Linked DNA regions of Mus musculus: region 1 is linked to region 2. Evidence: chromatin contacts called from public Hi-C data. All regions are on one chromosome and are shown on one strand. The core of a region is the stretch at or near the end of the contact, and the rest is flanking DNA. Distances in the headings are between cores, read along the strand shown. Region 1 has its middle 20 kb from the start of Gm46919. Region 2 overlaps Wscd2 (WSC domain containing 2).

Evidence for each region. Hi-C and Micro-C count contacts between places; a contact is called where the count stands out from the background.
Region 1: a contact with region 2 is called in a Hi-C map of cerebellar granule neurons, with 1.6 times the contacts expected there. The contact joins two enhancer-like sites. A contact is called at or near these places in 7 of 39 promoter capture datasets (the HPC-7 cell line, cranial neural crest, embryonic stem cells and 3 more), 1 of 15 datasets of contacts at CTCF or cohesin (CD8 T cells), 6 of 484 Hi-C or Micro-C datasets (brain, cerebellar granule neurons, cerebellum and 2 more) and 2 of 9 other capture datasets (adipose tissue and liver).

The regions. Positions count from the first base shown.
Region 1 is chr5:113,675,726-113,680,966 of GRCm38.p6, forward strand. No RefSeq gene overlaps it. Among named protein-coding and RNA genes, the nearest start is that of Gm46919, 20 kb to the right of the region's middle. Within about 2 kb of position 3,161, at least 8 of the 459 cell types and tissues checked have an H3K27ac peak or open chromatin away from gene starts, as enhancers often do. A contact at or near this core is called in cerebellar granule neurons and cerebellum, where this site is marked.
Region 2 is chr5:113,551,964-113,557,442 of GRCm38.p6, forward strand. All of the region lies in intron 2 of Wscd2 (WSC domain containing 2), which reads left to right. Among named protein-coding and RNA genes, the nearest start is that of Gm52822, 11 kb to the left of the region's middle. Within about 2 kb of position 1,663, at least 35 of the 459 cell types and tissues checked have an H3K27ac peak or open chromatin away from gene starts, as enhancers often do. A contact at or near this core is called in cerebellar granule neurons and cerebellum, where this site is marked.

The sequences.
Region 1 (5,241 bases), core at 1,911-4,410, 130 kb after region 2:
TAAATCCTTCCGAAATGTGTAATAGGATGAAGGGGCTTGAGAGAGACTCAGTGTTGAAAGAACTGGCTGCTCTTCAGAGGAATCAGCACCCACACGGCAGCTCACAACCACCTGCAACTCCAGTTCTCGGTGGCAAATGCCTTCGCTCACTGAGTCTGAGCCATCTCTCTCACCAGCTTCACTTCACCAATGTCTAATGAATAAAGATTGTAATAGTGGCATGAAGCTGGTCACCCAAGTCAGAAACAAACAGGAGACAACAATCTATCAAGCAATGCCTGTGCACTGTGTGGCTGGTCCGGTTCTAGATTTTTCCCAGCTCCCAGTTCCAAGTTCCCATAAGAAGCCCAGGGCGTGGGACCCAAGCTGCACTGTTCTTCCGCTGTGGACAATGGAGGGTACCGAGGGCAAAGCCTGGCAAGGTCTCTCCATCAGGAGGAATTCTGGTTCAAGTTCTGGTTGTCTGAGTCCGGAGCCTGAGTCCTTAGCCACAGTAACCCTCAGGTCACAGTGACCCTGGAAGCAGTCCAATAAGAATGTGTTATGACCCCACCTCTGTGCCAGCGTGGGAGCGGCACTCCACCCATCTAATCAGCTGTCTCCTTCCTGCTCCCAGCTTAAGCTTTTGGGTCCCACCATTGAGTCTGCCCTCTCTCTGTCACCCCCCAGTCCTGCCATTCAGCCAAATCCCTCCACATACATACACATACACACACACACACACACACACACACACACACACACATACACATACACATACATATACACACATGCACACACCTGCTGTAGTTTGGATATAGGGAGCGCCCAGCAGAGGCCCTCAGAGAAGCATGTGGCCATGCCACACTCCAGAGGGACCGTGAAAGGCATCAGAAGGGACAAGCAGAACAAATTCACAACCTTCAAGCACCAATCATGAGCATAAATCTGACTGGTGTGTAAGTACCTGTGCTTTCAGTAAATGCTTATTGAGCACTTCGATGGTTTGTATATGCTTGGCCCAGGGAATGGCAATATTAGGAGGTGTGGTCTTGTTAGAGTGGGCATGGCCTTATTGGAGGAGGTGTGGCCCTATTGGAGAAGGTATGTCACTGTGGGTGCCGGCTTTAAGACCCTCATCCTAGCTGTCTGGAAGTCAGTATTCTGCTAGCAGCCTTCAGATGAAGATGTAGAACTCTCAGCTCCTCCAGCACCATGCCTGCCTGGACGCTGCCATGCTCCCACCTTGATGATAATGGACTGAACCTCTGAACCTATAAGCCAGCCCCAATTAAATGTTGTCCTTGTAAGAGTTGCCTTGGTCATGGTGCCTGCTCACAGCAGTAAAACGTTGGTTTCCTGGCTCTGTGCTAGGCACTCAGATTACAATAGTGAATAAAAATGAGGCCCAGGCCTAGGTTCATTCTATTACATCAGGCGGGTGCTCTGAGGGTATTTGCAGGGGCAGGGGATGCCTTCCTTCAAAGGATGTAGATGACCAAAGGGTCCCTAAGGATGGTGTCCCAGTTGGCTTTCTATTCCTTTGATACACACCATGACCAAAAGCAACAGAGTTGATTTGACTCTGTCATGGAGGGTTGGTGTGTAAAGGATGCTAGATGAGGGACTGTGGGAGCAAGCTGGCTGTGACATCTGTCATCTCTGCTCACCAGGCTTGATTCTGCAATCTGGCTAGCTAGGCAGTCTCTAACCCGACTTTACTTTAGATCAAAGAGTGTGACAGAGCCGCAGGCCATCTTCAGCCAAGGGTGTTTGAATAGCTGTGTTCCTCTGATAGGTCGACCAGGAAACAGCCCTGAGGAGTGATTGGGATGGAGTGCGGGGGGGGGGGGGGGGGGGGGGGGATGTGCAGGGGTGGGGGGAGGGGGGCGGGTAGAGGGGGTCAGGGAGCCATCCCAGAAACAGAATAGGTAAAGCCTGAGAGGCAGTGAGAAAAGTCTCACAGAGGACCCGGCAGAGCTCCCCCTGGCAGAGAGTGGGATGCAGTGAGTGAGGTTCAAAATAGAAGCCAAGGCTAAACCTTGGAGACCTGCAAGGGATTAGGAGTTTGTGCCAAGGGCCATCAGAAGCTGTTAAGAGTTCTAAAACAAAACAAAAACAAACAAAAGGCCGGGCGTAGTGGCACATGCCTTTAATCCCAGCACTTGGGAGGCAGAGGCAGGCGGATCTCTGAGTTCGAGGCCAGCCTGGTCTACAGAGTGAGTTCCAGGACAGCCAAGGCTACACAGAGAAACCCTGTCTCGAAAAACAAAACAAAACAAAACAAAAAAGAGTTCTAAAAATGTAGGTGAGAGTTCCTGGAAAGAACCATACCACGCCCTTCGGTGATTGTGGGAGGTTGGAATGGTGCTGGTCCAGCGCTGAATTACAATCGATCTTAGGTTATCTTCAAGCCCTGTAAATAGACTTCCTGCCCACCTTGCCCACCTCTATCTGAATCTGACCTAATGTCCTTGTGACTCGCAGGTGAAATGTGCTTCTGGAATGTACTGATTTAACAGACAGACCGATACCTTCCAACAACCAAAAGGTTGGGTGTGGCGAGATGTGATCTGAGACCCGTAATCCACTTACCTGCTTTGCTCTAACTGCCCACCGAGTGCTTCTAATATTTCTACCAATGGATTTGAAAAGTAGCCTAATTTTATTAATGTCTTTGCTCTCTTACTATAATCTTCACCAATGGCTACTACATGGAACATGGAATTTGGGGGCACCTGAATCTGTGTCCCCATTGGTCAGGCCTACTTACCTCAGCTCCTTTTTTTGTGTAGCAGTATAATCTAAGCAACAGCCCTGTGACTTGTTCAGAAGCCTTTCTGTGGGACACATGGGATGTGAATGCCAGCCGCTGGGGGGTGGGGGTGGGGGTCACTGTTCCCACAATAGTTTTCTTGCCTCCAGGTGGCAAACTGGACTTTCTGATGTCTCCTTCTCAGTTCTGTTTTTGAGTAAGACCAGGGCATGGGTGGGGTTCCTCTCCTCTGAGACACCATAACTGCCTCCTAATGCAGAAATCCACTCGGTACCCCAGAAGAGCACCGCCACCCTCGTTCCACACAAAATGAGCAGGTTTGCGGAGGCTACCCGACCTGCTAGGATCGGCCCCGGGTGAGCATGTGGGTGCCCATCTGGACTTCTTTCTCCTAACTGTTCCCCTCGGAGCACTGAGGTCCTTGAACACCATCTGCCATAGTGAGCCTTGCCAACCCAGGCAGGCAGGTGTCCTGGTACTGGCTCTGCCAAGGAAGAACATCCCTTGGCTTCCTGCTTTGGTTGCCATTGTCCACTTGGGTGGCTTCAGTCTGGCATAAACTATGCCTTAGTGCCTGTACTGGTGGTTTTGTGTATCAACTTGACACAAGATGGAATGATCACACAGAAAGGAGCCTCCCTTAAGGAAATGCCTCGATGAAATCCAGCTGTAAGGCATTTTCTGGATTAGTGATCAAGGGTGGGAGGACCCATAGTGGGTGGAGCCAGCCCATTGTGGGCGGGGCCATCCCTGGGCTGGTAGTCTTGGGTTCTATAAGAAAGCAAGCTGAGCAAGCCAGGGGAAGCAAGCCAGTAAGTAACATCCCCCCATGTCCTCTCCATCTGCTCCTGCTTCCTGACCTGCTTGAGTTCCAGTCCTGACTTCCTTTGGTGATGAACAGCAGTGTGGAAGTGTAAACTGAATAAACCCTTTCCTCCCCAACTTGCTTCTTGGTCATGATGTTTGTGCAAGAATAGAAAGAAACCTTAATGAAGATAGTGCCCCTCCAGCCTGGGAAAGCAAGAATCCTATGTAGCCCAGAACAGAAATAAGGTGTGTGGGGTCCTGCATCTAGTCAGTCAGTTGTCACGGTTAGGGGACCAGGTGACTGGAGCAGGGTGTCCAGCAGCAAGCCATAGAAAGAAAAAAAAAATACAGTGTGGATCTTGGGCAAAGAAGGAGACGGCTCTCTGGGGAGGGCTCCTGCCCAAGCTGCACTCCAGATCTAGGCCTATTGGCTGTCACGTCTATGTCTCTCCATGCCCCGGTTCATTCCTATACCTCTGAGCACCCCACCCCCAGCACCTGGGTCAGCAGAGGGACCATCTACTTTCAATGGAAAGGATGTTTGGGCAAGGGACTGCAAGGTCTAGAGAAGGCAGGAGCCAGGCAGCTGTTCCCTTCCCTTTTCTGATCTGGGCCAGATCCTAGAGCAGAGGGCACTGGGATGACACCAGCCACAGGTCTATGATGAACAAAAACTCCTTTTCCACAGTTCTAAGGGCTGAGAAGTACAGAGTCCAGATGCTAACATCTGACAGAGGCTTCACTGCCTTAAGGGCAGAGGAGGAGAAAGAAGAGGGGGAGGAAAGGAGGGATGGAAGGATGGACGGCAGCCAGGTCCTTCCCCGAAGAGCAAGATTGTCATGAAAGATGGTGTTCTAATTACCATTCTATTACTATGAACAGATACCAGGGCAAGGACAACTCTTATAGAAGAAAACATTTAGTTGGGAGCTTACAGTTTTAGAGGTTATTCCATTATCACTGTGGTGGGAAGCACGGGTGGCAGGCAGGCACTGACAAAGTAACTGAGAACCACATTATGATGTATAAACAGAGAGAGAGAGAGAGAGAGAGAGAGAGAGAGAGAGAGAGAGAGAAGACGAGACTGGGGCTTCTGTGAGTTTTTTGAAACTTCAAAGCCTACCCCCAGTGACACACTCCCTCCAACATGATCAACCCCCTCCCAATCCTTCTAATCCTTTCAAACAGCTCTACTCCATGGTGACTCAAATAATGAGCCTATGGGTGTTGTATGATATTTGATCACACTGTGACCTCAAGATTGTCTTCTTTACTTAAAAAACGAAAAAACAAACAAACAAACAAAAAAAAAACAACAAACTTGTCTATAGTTGCAGTATAGCTCAGCCTTAACACACACCCTTAATCCCTCTAGCTGCAATACAGATACACCCTTAGAACACACCTTTAATCCCAAATAATGAAGGCAAAGTTAGTTTGTGGAAAGAAGCACCCATGTCTGAAAGTGATGTCTAATTGAGTGGCAGACAAAGTGATGAATCAGAGAAAGATCTGACAGAACAGGATAAGCCCAACTCTCACGAGAAAAGAAAGGAAAGGAAAGGGAAGTTATATAAGGGACAGTGAAGAGAGAGGTGGGGTTTGATGGGGGACAGTTGGTGAAAGAAAGAGAGAGAGAGAGAGAGAGAGAGAGAGAGAGAGCAAGCCAGACACAGAAC
Region 2 (5,479 bases), core at 413-2,912:
CTAACACTGCTTTGGGTAAATTTCCATTGCCTTGCATTTTCTCAGTCTTTTATACCCAAAAAGATTCTGATTTCTGGTACATACCACAGGCTAGAACGGGATACAGATGAGCCCATGCCTGTTTAACAGATGTGGATGGCTGGGGTGGGGGGAGGAGTATGTGTGAGTAGCTCAATTAATAGAGCATTTCCCCACCATGCAGGATCCCCAGGGGCTCAGCCCCCAGGCAGGGTAGTGCACACCTGTAACCCTAGCACTACAGAGGTAGAAACAAGTCTCAGAAGTTCAAGGCCATTCTTAGCTACATAGAAAATTGGAGGTCAGACTAGGCTAGGAGACCCCGTCTCACAAACGAGCAAATGGGACTGGACAGATGGTCCAGCAGGTCAGAGATCAGATGCATACTGTTCTTGTAGAGGACTCAGTTCCACTCCCAGCATCCATGTCAGGTGGTATGTACCTACCTGTAACCCCAGCTCCAGGGGGGATCTTATGCCTCTGGCACATAGCCACCAACACACGTACAAATAATTTAAAATCAAGAACCAGATGTGGAAGTGGGGGCTTGAGAGGGAAAGATGCCAGTTCAGGGTTTCACAGCTGTTGTCGATATAACCTGGGGTTTAAGTACCGTCTATCCAGATGCCTGGCTTTCTCTGAAGGTATCCCCTCTCCACTGGCAGCTACCATGTGACCAACAGGCTGGGGAAACCTGCCATAGCCATGGCTCAGGAGATTACAATGAGAGGGTGTGCGGGGAACCTGATGAGGATGGGGGGGGTGAGAGGATTGGTCCCCCAAGCCTTTGTGTGCTCTTCTTCACCCCTGGAAGGCACGGGATTTACAGAAGGACTCATCCTAGAGACAGGGACAAGGGCTCTCGCCCCAGTCGCAGCCTGAACCTGGCACAGAAGCTATCTAGAAGACTCTTACCATCTTCTCCTGTGAGAGAGCCCAGAGCTCACAGAGACAAGAAGACAAAACAGGCTGGGGACTCAGGCCTAGGATTCCAGCCCACCTTAGCCATCTGTGTGACTCGGACAATGGCTTGACCTTCTATACCTCAATTTCCACACCTATCTCACAGTGGCTCCTTTCCACACAGACCTGAGAGCCCGGTGAGGTGTGGATCCGGCAAGGACTTAGCAATGCATCTGAGACAGAACTGGCAGTTAGCAATGCTTGGAAGTACCCCCGGGGTTTTCTCAGGAGGGCAGCCATCTCATAAATGAGAGGCTGGTCTGTTAGAGAAATCACTGCTCTTTCCACCTTAGCCCCTCAGATTCCACCTCTGGCCACTCCAAACAACACCCTGTCCTTTAAAGTCCCCAAAGTCCCTGCTAGCTTGATCCTTAAGTTCTCAGATTCCCTCTTGCACTGCAGCGTCTGTCCCTGCTGTGCACAGAGCGAGTTCCTGCTCTCTTTGCCTCAGGAGCTTAGTCCTTCAGCCTATTGACTCTTCCCCCACATACATCTCTGCACAGCTCCTTTTTTGGAGCCTCTGCCTCCCATAGCCACTTTCCAGAGTGACCTAACCAGTTCCATCTGGTGCATGGGTCACAGCCACACTCCCTGAAGCCATGCACATCACATTCAAAGGCATTTTGCTCGAACAGCTGGGTCTCTGCATGCTGTGCTCCAGCGGGTAGGGGTATTCCAGTCTTTGCCAACTCAACCCGTCAGCACCTGGGACAGCGCCAGGTGCTCGCTCTGGCTGCACCCAACGGATGCCTGAGTGGCAGAGTGGGTAAATGAATGTGTGACTCTCCCTCTGTCAGGGGACCTCCCGATTTCTGCTTTGTCCAGCTCCAGTACTCTGATGCTTCCAAGTCTGATCAGATGCATGTCACAGGTCACACAGTGGATCGTGTGACTGTGTATCTGTATGTTGACGTGCCTGTGAGATATGAGAACCAAATGCAGTCAGCTCTCCATAGCTGAGGGCTTATACCCAGGGATTCAGCCCACCACAGATTAAAAAACAACAACTACTACTAAGAAAAATGCATTTGTAAGGAACACACACTGGCTTTTCCCTTGTATTTCCAGAGTTCACACTGTGTTAGGGGCTAAAGTCATTTAGAGAGAACTGCTAAACACGAGAGGGAGGTGAGGCCTGAGTTCTGTGCAAATGCTGCACTTTGTTAACATGTTGGGGATGCTGGACACCACATGTTGGGGGGATGCTGAACCCCACCCCTGTGGGATACTGAGAGACCGTCACATGGCCACTACGGCTGTCAGCAGTAACAATGCCGTTTATTGAATGCCTGCTTCATGCTCGCTGCAGTTCATTTCCTGTTCGTGGCTTAGAGCGCGCTGCGCACGTGCCTGGCTCACTCTCTGGGTCCAGATGTTAATACCGGTGCTAACCATTGAGCGGCTGCTGTGGGCTGGACCGTGTAGGGTTGATTCATTGCTTTATTTAACTAGCACTGTTCCATGAATCGGAGGCTGTTTTGGTCCATGTTTTACACGGTAAGACAGAATTCAGAGAGCAGTGGCTTGCCCTGGTTAGAGAGATCGCCAGATAAGTGATGTTATTGGCTTCCAAAGCATGCGTGCCTTCTTCTCAATGCTCAAAAAGCCCATCAGTTGACCTTATACATGTGTTATGAACTGAAAGGAAAAAAAAAACATATAGAAAAGTAGCCCCAAGCTCCGGGCTCTCAGCAGGCAGCCCCAGAGGCAGGCAGTGTCATTAGGAAAATACATCCTGTCTGTTGATGGAGTTATTTGAGGTTCAGCACCTTTGATCAGCACTGCCAAATTCAAAACACTTTTCTGGCCTGCTGCTGAACCCTGGCTCCCTCCCAGGCTGCCAGTGCCCTGCTGGACATAGGCATGTGAGACTGAGAGCCAGGCACTGCCTGTGAGTGGCTTCATGACTCCATCTAACCAGGATGGAGGGAATGCAGGAGCAAAAACCTAAAGAACAACACCTGCTGCTAGCTGCAGTGTGCACATGCGTGTGGAAAGTGTTCACCCCATACACATGTGTGTGTGTGTGTACACACGTATACATGCTTGAACATTCACCTTACCCACAAACATACATACATATTTACAGTCAGGAACATCTACACGTGTGCACATATACTGTGAACATGCATACACTCAATACATATGTGTATATATTGTGTGTGTAAATATATATGCACACATCTCTGCTCTCATTTGTTTCTCCACTCCATCCATGGGTGCCACACACTCTGTCCAGTGTCCTCCTTTCATTTGGTCACATGGTCATCTTCTTACAATGCCATCAGCCCTGTTGGTTTGGGGCTACCTTCCTCCTGTTGACCGCATTGCCTCCTGAGTGTCTGTCACAAGGCCATAGTCGGAAGCGTTGGACAGGGGCTGTGCACAGGACAGGACTCACCTCAAATAACCCAGGGAAGAACTTTTATCTCACTTGTTGGAGAGAGTAATGATGTCCCCAGGAGCCCAGCTCTGTGCCTAGGTGCTATAAACCCAGACCTGGCTAATGTTGGCACTGGGGGATACCCCAGAATCCTTCTCACAACAGCACAGAGAAAAACATGCAAGCCTGCTTGTGCTCAGCCACCCTCTTAGCAAATGGCCTCTGTCAGGGAGAAGGAACTTCCGTGGAAAGATAGTGGGGGGCGAGGGGGGCAGAAGGAAAAGTAAGAAAAGAGAAGAATTCGGTATAGGAGAGGAGGTCCTCACGTGCTGGATTCTGGGCAGCAGACAAAGCCATAGCTATTTCAGTGACCCCTGGAGTCCTAGATGGATTGTACAAACTCAACCATAAATCTCCCCAGTGTGTGGCCTGTGACTAGGTCCCTGTCTTACATACCTGACTTGACCTGCCTCTGAGAAGTTCTGCCTGGGAAGGAGGCCGGGAAGGGCCCAGTGGTTGGCAGTCACAAGGCTAAGCTCAAACTTGGCAGTGCTGTGACATTCCAAGGATAGGAGCCAGATAGGCTGGCAGGGAGGAACCACCAGGTCCTGCCTTGACGTTGACTCCACTGGGCAATGAATGGTATGTGGCATGCCAATGTTCAGTGTCTCCAGAGGACCTTGTGTCTCCCTTCCTTTGACAGATGAGGGAGTGTTCCTTCAGCAGGTGTGTATACAAGCTGTGTGGTGCATCTCAGTTTAATACTAGCTTGGGGAGCACCAGATGGAGTCACACAGCATTCAGTAGTTCAGATAGACCTCTGGGTTCCCAAAGCCCTGAGTACCATCCCCCCACACCCCCACCATGTACCACACCTTACAATCTGAAAAAGGAGCCTCTGCCATAATGAGCGTGTGTGCCATTTCAAACTAAAAGTCCAGGTTTGTGGGAGAGAGACCTGTGCTCCAATCCTGACCGTCGCCACGGGAGCGCTTTCTCTGGTCCCCCATCCTGGTGTCTGAGCAGAATGGAGAAACCCCCAAGGTTCTGTCTACCTCAGAAGCAGAAGCTTTGGAGGAGATGGAACTGGGCTTGGGTTTGGTCTGAGACCCTCCTTGTGGGTGAATTCAGCAATTCCATGGGCCGTAGTAACTGCGTATGTGTCCGGCCCTGGGTTTTACCGGAAAAAGAAATAAATGAAGACTCAGATTCTCAGTCCTTTAGCAAAGGCCAGAAATGTAGGGTGTGGGTGGCCCTGCCCTAGCAGATCAGATTCTGTCTGAGGCAAGAGGTATTTAGGATGTTCAGCAAGAACAAAGGCCAGCAGGACCCTCCAGTGCTGTCACCAGTGACAAGCTCATGTGGGGCTGGGGCAGCAAAGCTCCCTTTGAAGCCAGACTGTTAGTCTGAGGAGCCATCATGGCTACTGTGTGAAGGAAGTCCAAGCTGTCAGGATGAAGACTGGTGTCCAGCAGAGTGGACAACTGCCATGCGTAGTGGGGGGACATCCTCCTGCAAGCCTGCTCCCCAGGAAAGGACAGGAAAAGGATCTCTTCTCATTTAACCTGGGCAGCCCCCTAGGCAGAGGAAGTGTCACCTGTCATTGAGGTTTTCCTGGTCATTCCCTGGGAAGGCCATTTGATCCCAGAGCCTGGCTGGATCCTTCTCTTTCAAGGGGAGGGCAGAAAGAGCCAGTGTGGGTCCCATAGACCTGCATTCAGATCTTTGTTCAGCTTTTAGCTCCGGGCCTCTCCTCTCTAGACCCCTGTAAGGGCAGGAGAATGCCAGATCGTTCCAGTGTATGGGCAGGCATATCCCAAACATGCAGAAGAGGGATCTGGAGCCAGGATGTGTGTGTGTCCAACTCTGGCTTTGATTATACAAGCTGTGTTACCCTGAACAGATGGTAACCTCTCTGGACCACAGAGTAGAGATCATGTCCTCACAGAGTCTTGGTGAAGACTCTGTAAGTGATGTGTATGAAGCACTTACCATAACTCGCATCCAGATGCTGGGAAAACATTAAGAAAAAAAAAAGAGATTTTGCAGACAGTAAGGTGCTGTCTCTGTGTACAAGTTCCTGCTAGACACAAAGGGAAATGTTCGTAGTGTCAA